Regions from separate parts of the Mus musculus genome. Here all the other regions are linked to region 1. Evidence: chromatin contacts called from public HiChIP or PLAC-seq data. All regions are on one chromosome and are shown on one strand. The core of a region is the stretch at or near the end of the contact, and the rest is flanking DNA. Distances in the headings are between cores, read along the strand shown.

Region 1 (2,700 bases), core at 108-2,607:
AGGAAATTGAGAAAGAAAATTTAAAGTTTTTAGAATTGAATGAAAATGAAAACCCAACATCCCCACACATATGGAACACAATGAAGGATGTTCTAAGAGGCTAGTTCATAGCACTAAGTGCTTATAAAAAAATATTGGAGAGATCTCATATTAGTAACTTAATAGCATGCTTGAAAACTCTAGAACAAAAAGTAGAAATCGCATCCTCAAGGAGCAGACAGCAAGAAATAATCAAACTTGGGGCTGAAATCAATAAACTAGAGACAATCGATGAAACAAATGGTTGGTTGAAAAAAAATCAGTAAGCTTGATAAACATCTAGTCAGATTAACTAAAAGGTGGAGAGAGAAGATCCAGATTAGTAAAATTAGAGACAAACATGGGGAAACAACAGCAGAAAGAAAATATCAACAATTGGGACCCATCTGGTGCCCAGCAAATTTGGGCTTTGGAATGCAGGACACTCCCGGATTCTGAGGAGGAGGAAAAGAAGGAGGAGAAGGGGGAAGACGAGGAAGAGGAAGAGGAAGAGATGGCTGCCTTCAGGATTCCAGGGACTGACTCTCGGTAGAACTAGGGCCCTGTGCTCGAAGCTACTGCCTCTGGCAAGGGAAGAGATCTTCCTAAACTACTGCTGGCAGAGGGAACTCAACCCTGTCTAGGTCTCCAAGATGCTACACACTGCAGTCAGCAACTGCTGTGGCCGTTTCCAGCCTGCAGACAGAAGTCCATACAGAACACTTCAGAGACATGCTGCTCTGGAGGTCATCGCATGGTAATCCTCTAATTCTCTGCTGGGGACAACCCTGATGCCTTCTAGAACACTGACAGGGAATACTTCTTAGAGCTGTAGCTAGCACACAGTCTTTGCCTGGATTGGATTTCAAACCTACTTCGTTTCAATCACAAAAGAGGCAGGAATGCAAAAGAACCCCGTTGAGAATAGCAGTCTGTATCCACCAGCTGCCTCGCTACAGCAGCCTAATCTTTAACAGAGGTGTCAAAAACACGCAGTAAGAAAAAGGACAGCATCCTCAACACATGCTTCTGGTAACACTGCACGGAGTTCCAGTGCTTGTAACAGAACTAAGCTTTCGACCTGTACAAAACCTCAATTCACAATGTATCAAAGGCCTTAATTAGACCTGCAGCTCTGGGCCCTGCGCAGCCAGGTCAAGTGTCCTGCCTCTCTGGTGCTCCTCTAGCCCAAGGCTTTCCTGGTGTAATGGCCACCATCCATAGCCTCAGCCGTACTGCCGTTCCTCGTATGCAACCTTTTAATACACCAAGAAGCCTTTCTTGTTGGGAAGAATCTGTTTCTGGCTGACTGTCAAACTGAACGCTGGTCCTCAGAGGCGACATGGCTCCCCCTTTTGGCTGAACAGAGCACAGCTAATCTTACTCGTGTCAGCATAGCCTGTAAGGCTTGGTCTGACCTAAGGATGCACTCTAGTTTTTATTATAGGCCTAGAGTTTTAGTCTTCTTTAAAAGGCAAATAATTTGGGCTTGCCTGAAGTACTTAGAGAGTTTTTAGTAAAACATTGTAACAAATGTATATATTATTATAAATTATTAAGATTAGTTTGCGGTGGGAAGTTTGTGCCATGCTGTGTTGGGTGTGTGTGTGTGTGTGTGTGTGTGTGTGTGTGTGTGTGTGTGTGTGATTGTGTGAGGCTGAAGCTTTTGCTGTGGCATACATATCAGAGGACAAGTCTGTGAAGTGAGTTTTCTCCTTCCACGTTTATGGGTGTCCTGGGGAGTAACCTGGGGTCACTAGGCTTACACGATAAACACTTTACCAACTGAGCCATCTCACTGCTCCCAACACATTTTTTTTTAATAAGATGTAAAATTTTGAATACAGATTTTAAGACAACTTGATTGATGTCTTATCAAAACACTTGAAAGGCTCTGTATAAGGAGGGAAGACAGATGGCGACTGTTTTCTATAACAGCTGCCATTTTCCGTCTTCCTTACTGGGGAAGTCGCCTTAGAAAGCAGAGCAGCCTTTGCTGCCTCAGCAATAAATGCACGAGAGTGAGCCATATCCGTAAAGGGCCAGACGGTTAACATCTTCACAAGTCATGCGACTTCTGATGCAGTTTTTAAAATCCTTGGGGGGGGGGGCGGGAATGAAGTCAGACCAATTGGGAAGAGATGACCATTGTTCCACTCCAGCAAAACTGCTTTTGAACACTGAAATTTAAATCTGTTATAGTTCACTGAATCTTGATAGATATTAGTATATTTATTTCTTCTTCTTCTCATCCTCCTTTTTTCCCCCCAAAATAAACCTTATAGTTTTTGAGCTATGCAGAGTGTGTGGTGAGCTAGACAGCCAGGGAGCAGAGCTGGCAAGCCTGCTTGAGTCTGCGCCTCGCCTCCCACTTGGCTGTACATCCTCAACTCCAGCCACATTTCCAGTTCATCCTGCAGTGAACATCCCGAAGCACCTCAAACCAAAGCCATTTGAAATGAACTCATGACACATGTCTCATCCTGGCCATCTGCCTGCCTGTCGAAAGCCACTGTTTCTGCTTATTGCACATTATCCCCGTCATCCGGGCTTGACAGTTAGAACTCCTGCTCCTCTGACTCAGGATCCTTGTGGATCCTTGTGGATCTAGCTCTGGCTCTGACATTGGTTCCCCCTCAGTGCGTCCAGCATGGCTGTTGGCTAATGGCACAGGTCCTAAAG
Region 2 (2,700 bases), core at 137-2,636, 63 kb before region 1:
AAAAGAATGTAAAAGACAGCCTACAAATGAGAGAAAATACTTATGTGTCTGATAAAGTATGCGTATCCAGAAAATACAAGGAACTTTCTCAAATGACCAATCAAAACTCCAGTCTTAGACTAGGCAGGGCTTGGGATGGCTCAGAGGTAGAGCACTTTTGACATATCTTTAAGGGAGACTGGAGAAAAAGTAAAATGGCAAGTTACTTTGGAAAAGAACCTAGTAACTTTGCCAAACCTTAACATATAATACCATTCCTAAGTTTATGCTACAAAAAAATTAAAAATATATGTATGCAAAGAAACTACTTAAATGTAGTTTCATTAGCAACATTATTCACTATAGCCAAAAAAGCAGAAATAACTCAAATCTCGATTAATTTGAGAAACTAGACCAAACACTGTATATTCATGCTATGAAATATGGCTCTGCAGTCATGGCCTCAAGCAACAAGAAGTCAAAAATTCATCTGAAAAATTCTGAAAGAGAAAAATTCATCTGGACTGAGCATAACAGCTTTTATTTTCTTGTCACTATTCCGTCAAGAGGATAGCTATTAACATATTATTTACATTGTCCTGGATATTTCAAGGAACCTAGAAATCATTTCAGGAGGAGGCACCTAGGTTATACAAAGGCAAATGCTAAAGCACTTCTACTTATTGGTTAGGTTTTTGCTCATCATTTTGGTCTTTTGAGACAGTCTGACTATATAGTCGAGGCTGGTCCCAAACTTGCCACCTTCCTGCCTTAGCTCCTGAGAGTTAGGATTACAGGAGCTCACCATCACACCCAGCTCTCAACATTTGTTTGTTTGATACAAAAAACTTAAATATTTGAGGATTCAGTCATCCAAGGGGGCTCCCGAAACCAGTCACTCATAGTTAACAAGGAACAACTAGACATATAAGACTATGTAAAAAATTAAAGTACTGTTGCTAAAATCTCTTCCCTGTGCTAACAGAAATAGCATCTACACCTCTTCCTAAGGTTCCAACAGCAAACTGAAGTATGGTTCCACAAAAGTTCACCCAGGCTGGGCAGTGGTGACACATGCTTTTAATCCCAGCACTTGAGAGGTAGAGGCAGGCAGATTTCTGAGTTCAAGACCAGCCTGGTCTACAGAGTGAGTTCCAGGACAGCCAGAGCTACACAGAGAAACCCTGTCTTGAAACCTGTCTTAGTTAGGGTTTTACTGCTGTGAACAGACACCATGACCAAGGCAAGTCTTATTAAAAACAACAACAACATTTAATTGGGGCTGGCTTACAAATTCAGAGGTTCAGTCCATTACCAACAAGGTGGGAGCAATTAAGGCATCCAGGCAGGCATGGTGCAAGAGGTGCTGAGTGTTCTACATCTTCATCCAGAGGCTGCTAGTAGAAGACTGACTTCCAGGCAACTAGGGTGAGGATCTTATGCCCACACCCACAGTGACACACCTACTCCAACCAGGTCACACCCATTCCAACAAGGCCACACCTCCAAATGGTGCCACTCCCTGGTCCAAGAATATACAAACCATCGCAAAACACACACCCCCCCCCAAAAAAAAATTCACCCAGGAGAACTAGGGAGTTTATTAAACCTATGTACAAAGCAATGGGTGAGAAGCTATGGTCCAAAGCACCCATACTGGAACACCAGCATCGAGCAGGGATGATGACTGTATGGATGAAGCCCCACCCCCTCCACATCTTCCACACCTATATCTGCCCATCCCACAAGACCATATGCAATAAGGTAAAAATTCTACACAGCTGGTAGGGATAAGTGGGTGAATACTCAGGCGAGGGTCCTCTGACTTTGCTCATCTTCCCTCATCCTATAGGAGGAAAGGAAAACACTCAACAAGCCCAGCTATTGATCTTTGCAAGCAAGCCCAGCAGAGCACTGGGAGATGGCAGCAGTTGGACTTGAAGGAAAGTCTTGAACTAAAAGTAAGGATACGTGCTAGAACATGAATAAATGTTACTCTAAGTGAAATAAGACATACAACGAAGTCTGACTAGTGTATGACTCTATTCATATAAATTCCCCAAATAGGCAAATCCATAAAGTCCAAAGAAATGACTGGCTGTCAGGGACTTGGGGCTGAGAGAGTAGAAATGATAGGTGTGGGTTTGGAGGGGGGAGGAATGAGGCTGCCATGGGGTGGGAAGAAACACTGTGTGCACAGCTTACTAAAAGTCATCGAGCTGCGAGCTTTCAAGAAGGCCATTACAGTGGCTAAAGGATAGCCGCAGAAAGCTGTAGGTAGGAAATTTGATCCACAATTTTGATGCTTACTGCCATTTCCTGCTTCCTTTCCAAGGTGTTACATAAAAAAAATTTTTTTTTTCAGGAAAATGGAATGTAATAATCTCTGGCCTCAAGTCTGACATGTTCTTATTAAAATTTCTAATTCCAGTTATTGGTTGTCATGAACCTTGACAGATCATAAAACCAGTGAAATAGTGGAGAAGCTGGAGGGTGGGATGCCAGAAGGGCAGAGGATGCTTAAACTGCCTCTCCTAGAGCTTCCAGCATCTGAGACAGGGCAGCTGGGAAGTAAGACCAACGTCAATCGCCATGTTCTGATTATTTGTCCACCCCCAAATTAGCATTCAAACAAAATTCCCAAAGACCAATCAGGATTAAATAAAGGAAGAATAATTCTAGTGATTATACCTTAATCATCGAATAATCTCTATGAAATGC
Region 3 (2,700 bases), core at 150-2,649, 43 kb before region 1:
TTCCATCGACAGTCTGATATACCAGCTACACCATAACCTTTTCCTCAATGCACGGATTAAAGGAAAGCAAAACCATTCGTTGTTTTACTTTCATGCCCCCCAGTTTACCCTTATATGATGGGCTAGCAAGAAAAAAGAAAAAGAAACTCGATTTCTCTCTCTTACCAGTCGCTGAGAATTTTTAAACCATTTCTAGAAATGCACACTACGGCAGAGAGACCAGGAAATGAGCCCAGGGCTCCCACAAGCCACACACACTAGGAAGCAGAGAGAAATAGGCATGGTCACTCAGAGATGCTTAGGGAGAGGAGGCAAAAGGGGAGGAACAAGCGACAGAGAGCCTGCATTCCTTCCTAGGCACAAGCAGCCAACAGCACACCCAGGCACAGCTGAGCGCCCGCTGCAGCTGGTATGGAGGGATACTGTGTGTTTGGGTGGTCTTTCACACTCCCAGAACCTCTTACATGTGCCCACACCTTCATGCACACAGCTCCCTCTCATATGAGCTTCTTATTCTCAGTTGCCCTCTTCTGTATACCTACATCCTCACACAAACTTTCAACACCTATGATCTCCCACACTGTCCTGTCACAAAAGACTCTGGTATACAGTCTTCCACAATCTGTTGTGTACAGGCACACAATTAGACACAGGCTTTTATAATACTCTATCAGACAGGGTCTCATGCATCTAATGGTCTTTTTCATATAATCTCCTGTAAGCACTTGGTTACAGTCTGTTACAATGTTTCTTACACACACTTTCTCACAACACATAACTTCCTCCTCCTCCTCCTCCTTCTCTCTCTCTCTCTCTCTCTCTCTCACACACACACACACACACACACACTAAACACAACATCTAAGTGTGTGTATGTGTGTGTGTGTATAGTTACTCACACACAATCACACATGGGCTCTCACATGCATTAAAAACCTGTCAGATACAATCTCCCTCATGCACCTATGGCCGATTTCATACATAATCTCCCTCATGTAGTCTGTTACAGTGTTCCTCACCTCTGACACTCTCTCTCTTCCTCTCTCTCTGTCTTTTACACATACACACACACACACACACACACACACACACACACCACAGGATATCTGTCTGTTGTGTACAGATAGTTACAGATACACAATTTCACAGATGTCATATACTTTAATAGGTGTCAGACACATACAACCTCCCTCAGGAGCCTATGGCCTCATTCATAGTTTCATGCACTAACTGGAATAATGCTACACCTCCCTTGGTTCCGCCCCTCCCTGGCCCCGCCCCTCCCAGTACCCTGCCCAACCCACCAGGTCCCGCCTTCATTGGGCCGCGGTCCGCTATGGCCCCGCCCCTCCTCCCGCCCCCGCCCCCGGGGTTCCGCCCCCGAGCTGGGGGTGGGGCGAGCGGCTGACAGGAGGGGCGGGCGGCTCCTGCACTTCTGGCCCCCAGGCCGGCGGGCGCGCTTCTAAGGATTCCCGTGTGCGTCGGGAGTCCCGGTGTGGCCAGCGGCAGCCGTGCGGGCGGCCGGAGTCGGCGGTGGGATGTGCTCGGCCAGGAAGCTGCTGCGGGGCGGCGCCGGCAGCGCCGGCGGGGAGTGCGACGAGGACGGGGCGGCGCCGGCCGGGCGGGTTGAGGAGCCGGAGCACGGGGCGAGCCCGCGGCGCCGGCGGCCGCAGGACGAGGGCGAGCAGGTGAGCGCGGGCGCGCGGGCCGCGGGGTGGCGGCTGGGCACGCGGCGAGCGGTTGACGGGCGGGGCCGGGCTCGGTGGAAATGCCCTCCGGAGCCTCACCTCAAAACCACCCGGCAACTTGCGCTACGTGGGCGCGCCGTGCGCTCGAATTCCGAGCACTGCACGCGCCCTGGACGGGGTGGGCGGACGGCCCGCACAGAGGATCGGGAAGCACGGGTCGGTGCCTAGGTGACACCGGGACTCTCCCAGAGCAAGTTTCACAGCACCACCGAGCAGAGCTGAACTTCATTTTAGAAGTGGAAAGGAAAAAAAAAAAAAGAAAATTGCCTGCTGTGAGCACCAAAGGGAAGGAAGCTTTAGTAACAGACATAATAAGGAAACTGGGTACTTTTAAAGTTCTCAGAATTGGATATCATTGAGAAGACTAAGGGAAATTATAACATCAGATATCTGTAAGACTAGACTAGCAGTTGAATGTAAAGATGGAGTTCTACGTGGGACGATTTTTTTTTTTTTTTTTTTACAGGCAGTACAGTAATTAGCTACTCAAAAATCCCCCAGATACAAAGACCTTTAGAAATCACATAAGTAAGCCTAGACTTCTGGAATCATCAGTTAATAATACCTGTAACTTGTCCTCTAATATCACTAAGTACATTAATAACTAAATACATTAATAAAACCCATTACTTAAGAAACAAAAATAATGCTAATGTGGGCTTGATCACCGTGTAGACAGTAATTATTCATCTATGTGACAATATAGGAGCCAGTGACTGAAGCAAATAAATTGGTAGCTAGGAGATCTTGCTGGTGCCCTTGCGGGCGGTGTTCTTACCAAACTGTACCATGCATGTCTCAATAGAGAAGGTCTTGATTTCCTCTTACTCTTGCTCAACTGGAAAACACAGCCAGCAACTAAAACTCCCTTTCCAAAAGTAAATGTGCAAATGGTTGTAATGGCATATGTGAAATCCTTCCCTTAACCATCTCTGGACCTTAGCAATACAAT

What was found. HiChIP or PLAC-seq counts read pairs in DNA pulled down with a chosen protein or histone mark.
Region 2: a BATF HiChIP or PLAC-seq map of CD8 T cells shows a contact between it and region 1, with 5 read pairs. The contact joins the promoter of 9830132P13Rik here to the enhancer-like site in region 1. A contact is called at or near these places in 2 of 15 datasets of contacts at CTCF or cohesin (CD8 T cells and pro-B cells), 12 of 484 Hi-C or Micro-C datasets (CD4 T cells, CD8 T cells, CD8 central memory T cells and 8 more), 6 of 115 datasets of contacts at active chromatin or transcription factors (CD8 T cells, bone marrow-derived macrophages, embryonic stem cells and 2 more) and 2 of 9 other capture datasets (adipose tissue and embryonic stem cells).
Region 3: a contact with region 1 is called in a BATF HiChIP or PLAC-seq map of CD8 T cells, with 22 read pairs. The contact joins the promoter of Fam241a here to the enhancer-like site in region 1. A contact is called at or near these places in 3 of 39 promoter capture datasets (the C10 cell line, fetal liver and pre-B cells), 3 of 15 datasets of contacts at CTCF or cohesin (CD8 T cells, the G1E-ER4 cell line and pro-B cells), 49 of 484 Hi-C or Micro-C datasets (the 3T3-L1 cell line, 3T3-L1-derived adipocytes, the 63-12 cell line and 36 more), 14 of 115 datasets of contacts at active chromatin or transcription factors (CD8 T cells, the SCID.adh cell line, astrocytes and 8 more) and 3 of 9 other capture datasets (adipose tissue, liver and pancreatic islet).

Annotation. Positions count from the first base shown.
Region 1 is chr3:127,852,193-127,854,892 of GRCm38.p6, reverse strand. No RefSeq gene overlaps it. Among named protein-coding and RNA genes, the nearest start is that of Gm35585, 7.8 kb to the left of the region's middle. Within about 2 kb of position 1,357, at least 32 of the 459 cell types and tissues checked have an H3K27ac peak or open chromatin away from gene starts, as enhancers often do. A contact at or near this core is called in CD8 T cells, cortical neurons, forebrain and 3 more, where this site is marked.
Region 2 is chr3:127,914,857-127,917,556 of GRCm38.p6, reverse strand. It overlaps 9830132P13Rik (RIKEN cDNA 9830132P13 gene), which reads right to left and starts at 1,386. Exons shown (of 5, transcript NR_040552.1): 1 at 1,271-1,386.
Region 3 is chr3:127,895,022-127,897,721 of GRCm38.p6, reverse strand. It overlaps Fam241a (family with sequence similarity 241, member A), which reads left to right and starts at 1,399. Exons shown (of 2, transcript NM_027482.3): 1 at 1,399-1,688. The coding sequence starts at 1,539.